Linked DNA regions of Gossypium hirsutum: all the other regions are linked to region 3. The links are chromatin contacts, called in public Hi-C maps. All regions are on one chromosome and are shown on one strand. The core of a region is the stretch at or near the end of the contact, and the rest is flanking DNA. Distances in the headings are between cores, read along the strand shown.

Evidence for each region. Hi-C and Micro-C count contacts between places; a contact is called where the count stands out from the background.
Region 1: a contact with region 3 is called in a Hi-C map of callus, with 3 times the contacts expected there. The contact joins the promoter of LOC107887165 here to the promoter of LOC121203073 in region 3. A contact is called at or near these places in 18 of 34 Hi-C or Micro-C datasets (anther, callus, cotyledon and 5 more).
Region 2: a contact with region 3 is called in a Hi-C map of leaf, with 1.8 times the contacts expected there. The contact joins the promoter of LOC121219047 here to the promoter of LOC121203073 in region 3. A contact is called at or near these places in 6 of 34 Hi-C or Micro-C datasets (callus, hypocotyl and leaf).

What each region holds. Positions count from the first base shown.
Region 1 is chrA03:56,303,330-56,306,029 of Gossypium_hirsutum_v2.1, reverse strand. It overlaps LOC107887165 (receptor-like protein 4), which reads left to right and starts at 1,345. Exons shown (of 9, transcript XM_016811324.2): 1 at 1,345-1,544; 2 at 1,641-2,681. The coding sequence starts at 1,448.
Region 2 is chrA03:56,260,852-56,263,582 of Gossypium_hirsutum_v2.1, reverse strand. LOC121219047 (AP2/ERF and B3 domain-containing transcription factor RAV1) reads left to right here and starts at 1,316. Exons shown (of 1, transcript XM_041096507.1): 1 at 1,316-2,731. The coding sequence starts at 1,696.
Region 3 is chrA03:56,119,219-56,121,918 of Gossypium_hirsutum_v2.1, reverse strand. It overlaps LOC121203073 (30S ribosomal protein 3, chloroplastic), which reads left to right and starts at 1,425. Exons shown (of 1, transcript XM_041099147.1): 1 at 1,425-2,222. The coding sequence starts at 1,570. The coding sequence ends at 2,061.

The DNA of each region.
Region 1 (2,700 bases), core at 96-2,595, 180 kb before region 3:
AAATACAAGGTCAGTAATTATAGGAAAAAGGATTCACCTAATAACAATAACTAAAAATGATTACAAGTTGCACGGATAACAATATCACTTTTCATGAAAACAACATCTCACTAACTAATTTTTCCTAAAGTTTTTTTTACCCTATGATGCATAGGTTGATTTTTTGGATTAATTAAAATATATTAAATTAATGTATGTTATTTTTCTAATAAATTCTCTCAAATAACATAAGTAAGAAATTAAAATATAAAAAATATGGGATATAAAATTAATTTGTAAACAGTACTAAAAGATAATTTTAAACTACATTTAAATATTTAATTATATTTTAAATTATTTAAAAGCTTTTAAATTTCTTATAATTTTTAATAAAATTTAAATTTATTTTAAAATTTTTAAAATTACTCTTAATATTAATGTAATTAAATATTGGAATGTAAATAACTTATATTAATTTAAATATTATTATTATTTTTAATATGGATTGAAATATATCTAAAGTAAATGATAAGAAAATAATCATCTAAATTATTTATCCACTTTTAAAAAAGTTAAGGCTTTATTTGAGCACTTTCAAATAAATTTTACTAAGAATACTTTCTTTTGGATGGTATGATATAATCAAGAGATGCGAATCAATATTATACTCCTGCCCCTACGCTGCGTCCGATGTAGGAATTGATCGCATATAATAATTAAAAAATAAATTAAATTGAAACCAAGTATATTAAATTGTTTCATTAGTTAATACGAAATCATAATTATAGGAAAAAGTGTTCACTTCATAACAATAAATAAAAAATGCTGACATGTTGCGCGGATAACAATACCACTTTTCATAAAAACAACCTTTCACTAACTAATTTTTCTTAAAATGCATCAAAGCCTTATTTTAGATAATATCTTATTTTCTTAATTCTGCATCGCACTGGTTAATTTTGCATTTTAATTAAAAATATATTATTATTTTTTTAAAATTAATGTAACTAAAGATTGAAATATAAATAATTAACACCAATTATTTTTTAAATATTTAATTTAATTATTTTTAAAGATTAATGTAATTAATAGTAAATTACATTTTATTATTTTTTAAAATTAATTTAATTAAATATTGAAATATAAATAATTAGATAAAGAATAGTATTATTATTTAATATGAATTGAAACATATTTAAAGTAAATTATAAGAAAAATACTATTTAATTTATTTTATTATTTGAGTATTTTCAAAAAGCTTTTACTTTTCCAATTTGAGGATTTAGTAATTCGATTTTATGCTTTTTATTTATTTATTTTTAATTGGTATTATGTAAACAAATTGTTGAAGTGTGAATTAATATTATATCCCACTAATCTCGCCCTCTTTTACTGTCTGACTTTATACTCCCACCCCACCCCTACTTTATAGCGTCAATGTCCAAAATCAAATCCCCCATTTCCTATTATGTTTCTCTCTCGTTCCACCATGTCCTTCCTCTTCCTTTTCCTGCTCTCCTTGGCTCTCCTCCTCCACTCTTCCTCCCCTTTGCCCTACCCTTACAGTAAGCCACTTCCACCACCTTTTGTTTTTCTTTTCTTATTCTCGCTCACTATCTTCTAACTGCTGCTATTGTATTTTGTTTTTGTTTTCTTTGCAGACACTAGCTTCCACATTGACTGCGGCAGTTCCACTCCTTCCACCGACTCCTACAACATCTCTTGGCTACCCGACAAATTCTTCACTGGCGGTTCCACCTCCGTGGTCTCCGAGCCCCTACATTTCCATCTTCAACACGAAAAGACTCTCCGTTACTTCCCACTCTCCTCCGGTAAGAAGAATTGCTACAATATCCCCCTTCCTGCTGGCCGTTACTACATCCGTACTTTTACCGTTTACGACAACTACGACGGCAAATCCCATTCCCCTTCCTTCGACGCTTCTGTCGAGGGCACTCTCGTCTTTTCCTGGCGCTCTCCTTGGCCCGAATCTCTCACTCGAGATGGCGCTTACTCCGATCTCTTTGCCTTCGTCAAAGACGGTCAACTCGATTTCTGTTTTTACAGCATTGCCACTGACCCTCCCGTCATCGCTTCTCTGGAAGTCGTCCAGATCGATCCTTTGTCATATAACTCCGCCCAAACCAGCGATAGCTACATTCTAGTCAACTATGGGCGACTCTCTCCCGGTTCATCACAATGGGGACCCGGTTTCACATCCGACCCGGACGCCTTCGGCCGCTCCTGGCAATCCGATTCCGATTACCGAGCTGGAAAGTCGGAATCCGCTAAAGTTATAACCACTAAAGAAAAAATAACTGGTACCGATAAAGCGCCGAATTACTTTCCCATGAAATTGTACCAATCGGCGGTGACAATTGAGGGACGTCTGGAATACGAATTACCAGTGGATGCAAAGCTTGATTACTTGGTGTGGTTTCATTTTGCGGAGATCGATTCGACGGTTAAAAAGGCAGGGGAGAGAGTGTTCGATGTGCTGGTCAACGATAAGAATGTGAGTAGAGTGGATATATTAAAGGAAGTTGGGAGCTTTGCGGCTTTTAGTTTAAATTATACGGAGAAGAATTTGAGCAGTTCTGTGTTGAATGTGAAGCTGTCGCCTGTGGCAGGGGCTCCGTTGATCTGTGGGCTTGAAAATTACGCCATGGTTCCAGCTGATTTGGCCACGGTTCCTGAACAAGGTAAAGATGCTGAATTTTT
Region 2 (2,731 bases), core at 67-2,566, 140 kb before region 3:
GTTAAAGATAGATTAATTGATAGTAAAGTTGCTGCAAACCGCTACGTAGAGAATGGGGTTTACATGTAAATAGGGAACAAGAGTAGTTTAGTTTCAACTGGTCATTTTCATAGGTAGTAAAATATTGCCCTTTTTATTTTTCACCTTTTGCTGAAAAAGAATATTGAAGGAAAAATCTCAGTGAATTGGAATCTCTAATTAATAGGACCCACCCAAACCAAAACCAAAACCAAAAAATAGAACAGCCACCCGCCTACCCACCGTCTCTAAAGCGGCGCTCGGTTTTTCATCAACTTGCTTGTAGTAATGGGTCCTCCGACCAAGGAGTAGGACTACTCCGTACAATATCCCACTCTACTACCACTGGTAGAATTGGATGTATAAATAATGAATTTCGGGGGGAAAAATCATCAATTGAGATCTATACATGATCATGAGTTTTTGTTTCCTTTGTTTTAATTAGTATATGCATATAAAATCCATATGATGTATCATATACAAAAATAAGTACAAGTAATTGATTAAAAGATATAAATACTGTCTAGATCTAAATAGATATGATATGGATGGTACTGATATTGGTATTAATTGTTTCGGTTTTGCATTATTAAGTAATGATACAAGTAGGGGGAGATGAGAGGAGAAAATGTCAATGTTGGTTGGAAATTAATTTATTATTATTCTTATGTTAACTAGGATGGAGAGATGGGCTTGGGAGGATACTAATTAAATGGTTTAAAGGTGAAGAACCTAGCCCATAAAGACAAACTAAAGCCTAGGAGTAGGAGGAGATGAGAAAGAATAAATCAAGGCATTTATGGTACTTCTAATGTAGTTGTTGAATGGGATCAGCCTTAATTTGTCTTGTATTCAATGTTCAATGTCTATCTATCCATCTCCTTCCAGATGTAGTAGGCCAATTAGCACCCATCCTATTGGAACTCAAAACTTCATATATATCTGGATTCTAATTGGTTGTATCAAATGATGCACCAATCCTTGCATTTTGATTAACCTAGCTAGCTAGTTGCATCAATATACAGATAAGGTTCTTATAATCATTTATTTTTATTTTTAGAAAGAGGGCGAGGGCATCCTATATGCTATATGCTGATGCTGGTGTTGAAGTTGAATTGCATGGCACCAAGTATAGACGGTCCACAATCACGTGAACCCCCCTTCAACTTGTTTTGTTGGGTCCCACCTCATACACATCCCATCCATGGCATTGTCATACTAGACACACTCTTCCTCTATTTTCCTTCACCTTCCTCTTCAAGTATCCCCCCCCTTTACCCTAAACATATTATTAGTTATATTACCCAAACTCCAATACAGCTATTTTTAATCTTTTCTCTCTTCCTCCCTCCATGAATTTTCCTGGCTTCTTACCCTACCTTCCTATCTCCTCGGGTTGACCCACCAAAACCCTACTTTTTACCATTAAAAATCTGTTTACTCCAAAACTATGAATAATCTTCTCTATTTCTTTTTCTTTCTTAAATATATTTAACATATATTACCCACCCCCTATATATATACTAACATCACCACTCAACCCTTCATACAAACCCAACTCAACCCTCTCTTTTCTTCCACCTTTTGAAAGACAAAAATACAAAAACCAACCTTGTTCAACTACTGCATCCTCTGCCTATATCTTTTTCCTATTTGTACAATCCAAAAGAAAAAAAAATGGATGGAGGCTGCATAGCCATAGATGAAAGCAAAACCAGTGATTCCATGTCCATATCCATATCCTCTCTTTTACCTGCCGTTACCAAATCTCCCGACTCTCTCTGCCGAGTTGGAAGCAGAACCAGCGTGATTGTGGAATCTAAAGCTGAATCTAAAAAGCTACCTTCTTCCAAGTACAAAGGCGTTGTTCCTCAACCCAATGGCCGATGGGGTGCCCAGATATACGAGAAACACCAGCGTGTCTGGCTTGGAACGTTCAATGAAGAAGATGAGGCCGCCAAAGCCTATGACATAGCGGCTCGAAGGTTTCGGGGTCCTGATGCCGTCACTAACTTTAAACACCTCCGAGAAACTGAGGAAGATGGCATCGAAATAGCCTTCCTCAATACACATTCCAAGGCTGAAATCATTGACATGTTGCGTAAGCATACTTACAATGATGAGCTTGAGCAGAGTAGAACAAGGAGATGCTATGGCTTCGACGGGAATGGGAAACGTGTGGTAGGAAACGAGGCTGTGTTTGGCTCTTTTGGTGCCGAAGTGAAAGCGCGTGACCAACTTTTCGAAAAAGCTGTGACCCCAAGCGATGTGGGGAAGTTGAACCGACTAGTTATACCTAAGCAGCATGCGGAGAAGTACTTCCCATTGGAAAGTGGAGGTTCTTCTTCCAAAGGAGTTCTTTTGAACTTGGAAGACGTGACCGGTAAAGTTTGGAGGTTTAGATATTCCTACTGGAATAGTAGCCAAAGTTATGTGCTAACAAAAGGGTGGAGCCGCTTTGTTAAGGAGAAGAACCTTAAAGCCGGTGACATTGTTAGCTTCCAGAGATCAACAGGAGCCGAGAAGAAGCTTTACATTCACTGGAAGGCAAAATCAGGATTGGGAAACCCGGTTGGGCTCAGGCTATTTGGGGTCAAAATATTTGGAGGAGCTGCAACAGGAAACCTTGGATGTACTAATGGGAAAAGGACTAGAGAAATAGAACTTCTGGCATTAGAATGTAGCAAGAAACAAAGGGCAATAATTAATGCCT
Region 3 (2,700 bases), core at 176-2,675:
TCTCGTTTACTCTAAATAATCGGATACCCTTTTAATAGGTTAAAATACACAAATTTTAAATAAAAGGCAAGCTCGTTCTCGAAAATTCAAGATGTTGTGTCCCAACTTACTGGATGTGACATTTTATTATTTCGAGACGAGAAGATCTTTAACATTCAAGTGTTTCTACAAAAAGAGGGATCGTATTTTAAAGTCTTTCAAGTTTTCAAAGTTTCGACACTAAGACACTAATTAATCAACTAGGTACCAATTTTTGGGCATCACGAGGGTGCTAATCCTTCCTCGTACGTAACCAACTCCCGAACTCATTTTTTGATTCTCGTAGACCAAAAATTATCGTTTTAGTAAATCTTAACTTTTATTAAAATGATTAATTTAAGGTGACCCGATCACACCTCATAAAAAAGGATTGGTGGCGACTCCCATTGTTTGTTTTCATTTTCAAAATCAAAGTCGACCCCGTTTTCTAAAAAAATAGTTTCGACAATATTAATTATATCCTTTTTTTAAATATTTTTATAATTTAATAATTAAATTGGTGAACAATTAAAAATAACACTAACTCAATAAAATATTTAAATATAAGTATAAGTTTAAATAATATAAAATTCACCTGCATATATCAAAATTGGGTTCCACTATATTGAAATTAAAGTTTAAACATAAACAAGCATACCGATATGTTTCTTTATTAAAATAAATGGCGTTAATTTAAGATAATAAGTAATGTAATTTATGAGCACCATAACTTGTATTTAGAGGAGTTTATTGGTAGGTTATCTCCAGTTTAAGCGTAATATTAATATATTTTATATTTGTTTAAGTTCAGTTTGACCAAAAATTTGAATTTAAAATTTTGCTCAAACCCGTCCATATTTGTAAAAGACTAACCCAAACTTATTTTAGACTCGTCCATATTATTTTTTTAATTTAAAAAAACTTATATTATATTATTTTAATATTTAATAATTTTATACATTTTTTTATTTATTGAATTTTTTATATAGTCACCTTAACATTATTTTAATATTTACATTAGAGTATAGGTTTATTTTTTTTATTGAGTTCTAAATTTCATAATATATAAAAATAACATAATATAAATATTATAAACTTAAAACGGATCGAGCCGAGTCAGGTTAGGCTTTTGAATGTTTAAAGCCCAAGTCTGACCCATATTTTAAACGGAATTAATTTTTTTATTTAAGCTCATTTTTTAGACTTATTATTTTTGTCTAAATCCTCCTAAATTTTAAACAGAACTTTGGGCTTAAATGAATAACCGACCCATGAACAGATGTATCGTATTATAACATAATATAGAGCGCTCATTTGGTTAAGACATACATATATGTTAATAACAAATTAAAAAGAAATTTGAAGAAGAAATTATATCAAAGTATAGAGCTAAGAGGTTAAAGGAGCAAACCGAGTATAATTAAAACATAGGATCCAATCCAAGCCAATGTCCTCCTATTCCTACCATTGCCCCATATCCCTTATCCTTTCTCCACAAAGCAGCTTTTAAGACTCGCATCGTCACATCTCTCTCTCATTCTGCAATACAAAATGTTATCCATGGCTACTTCATCTACACTCCATACTACTTTCACTTGTCATTCCTTTCGTTATCAGAAATCCTTTAACACCCCCTTTTGCCTTAACAAAAATCCCATTTTGAAGAAAACAATCAAAACTCCAACACTAACTGCTTCGGCTGCCACGGAAGCTGTCACTGAGACTGAAACACCATCCGACTTCATCATTCCTCAGAAACCTGAGGTGGTGGTCAAGCAAGTTGGAAAGCCAAGACTGGTTTTGAAATTCATATGGATGGAAAAGAACATCGGGCTTGCCCTTGATCAAGTCATACCGGGCCACGGCACTGTTCCTCTAAGTCCATATTTCTTCTGGCCAAGGAAAGATGCCTGGGAAGAGCTCAAGGCCACTCTAGAAAGTAAGCCTTGGATTTCTCAGAAGAAGATGATTATCCTTCTCAATCAGGCCACTGATATCATCAATCTATGGCAGCAAAGTGGTGGCAACCTTGCCCAGAGCTAGATGTGCATTTCTTTATATAATTTTTTTTTGTCTTAGCTATGCAAAATGGCCTCGGTTAATCAACTGAATTTGAGAATGTTTGGTTTGAAACCTCTTAGCTCTGAACTAAGATATGAATTGTTGGTTTTAATACGATAACAAACACTGCTGAATTGTTGGTATTTCCCTAGTGATCCACATATTTGTAGATTTTTCATCCTTGTTAGATATGAATCTTTACCAAGTTAGTTTTTTTTCATGATCATTACATGTCATTGATGTAGATGGTATACGAATTTGATGCTAGTTTTTATAGAATTACCTTAGCTTTGTATAATTTTACCAGCCAAAGCATTGTCGAGGAAAATCTATTTAGTTTGGGTAGCCTGTGGAGGTAGATGCAAACATGCATTTGCCTAGGTGTCTTTAACTTGTACTGATTGAAGATAAATGAAATAATGTTTCTGCTAAAAGGACAATATTTCATCTTCTTGTTCAATATTGCAACTTAATTTCATCTTCTTCCCCTTTTGGGGATTTATATTTAATGCACTCACATAACCATGAGTCCCTTATTTTGGTTCCACGATTTCTCTTGTGTGTAGTCATTAAGCCTATGCAAGTTGTGTTGCATTCTGGTTTTTTCCTTGCAGGATGATA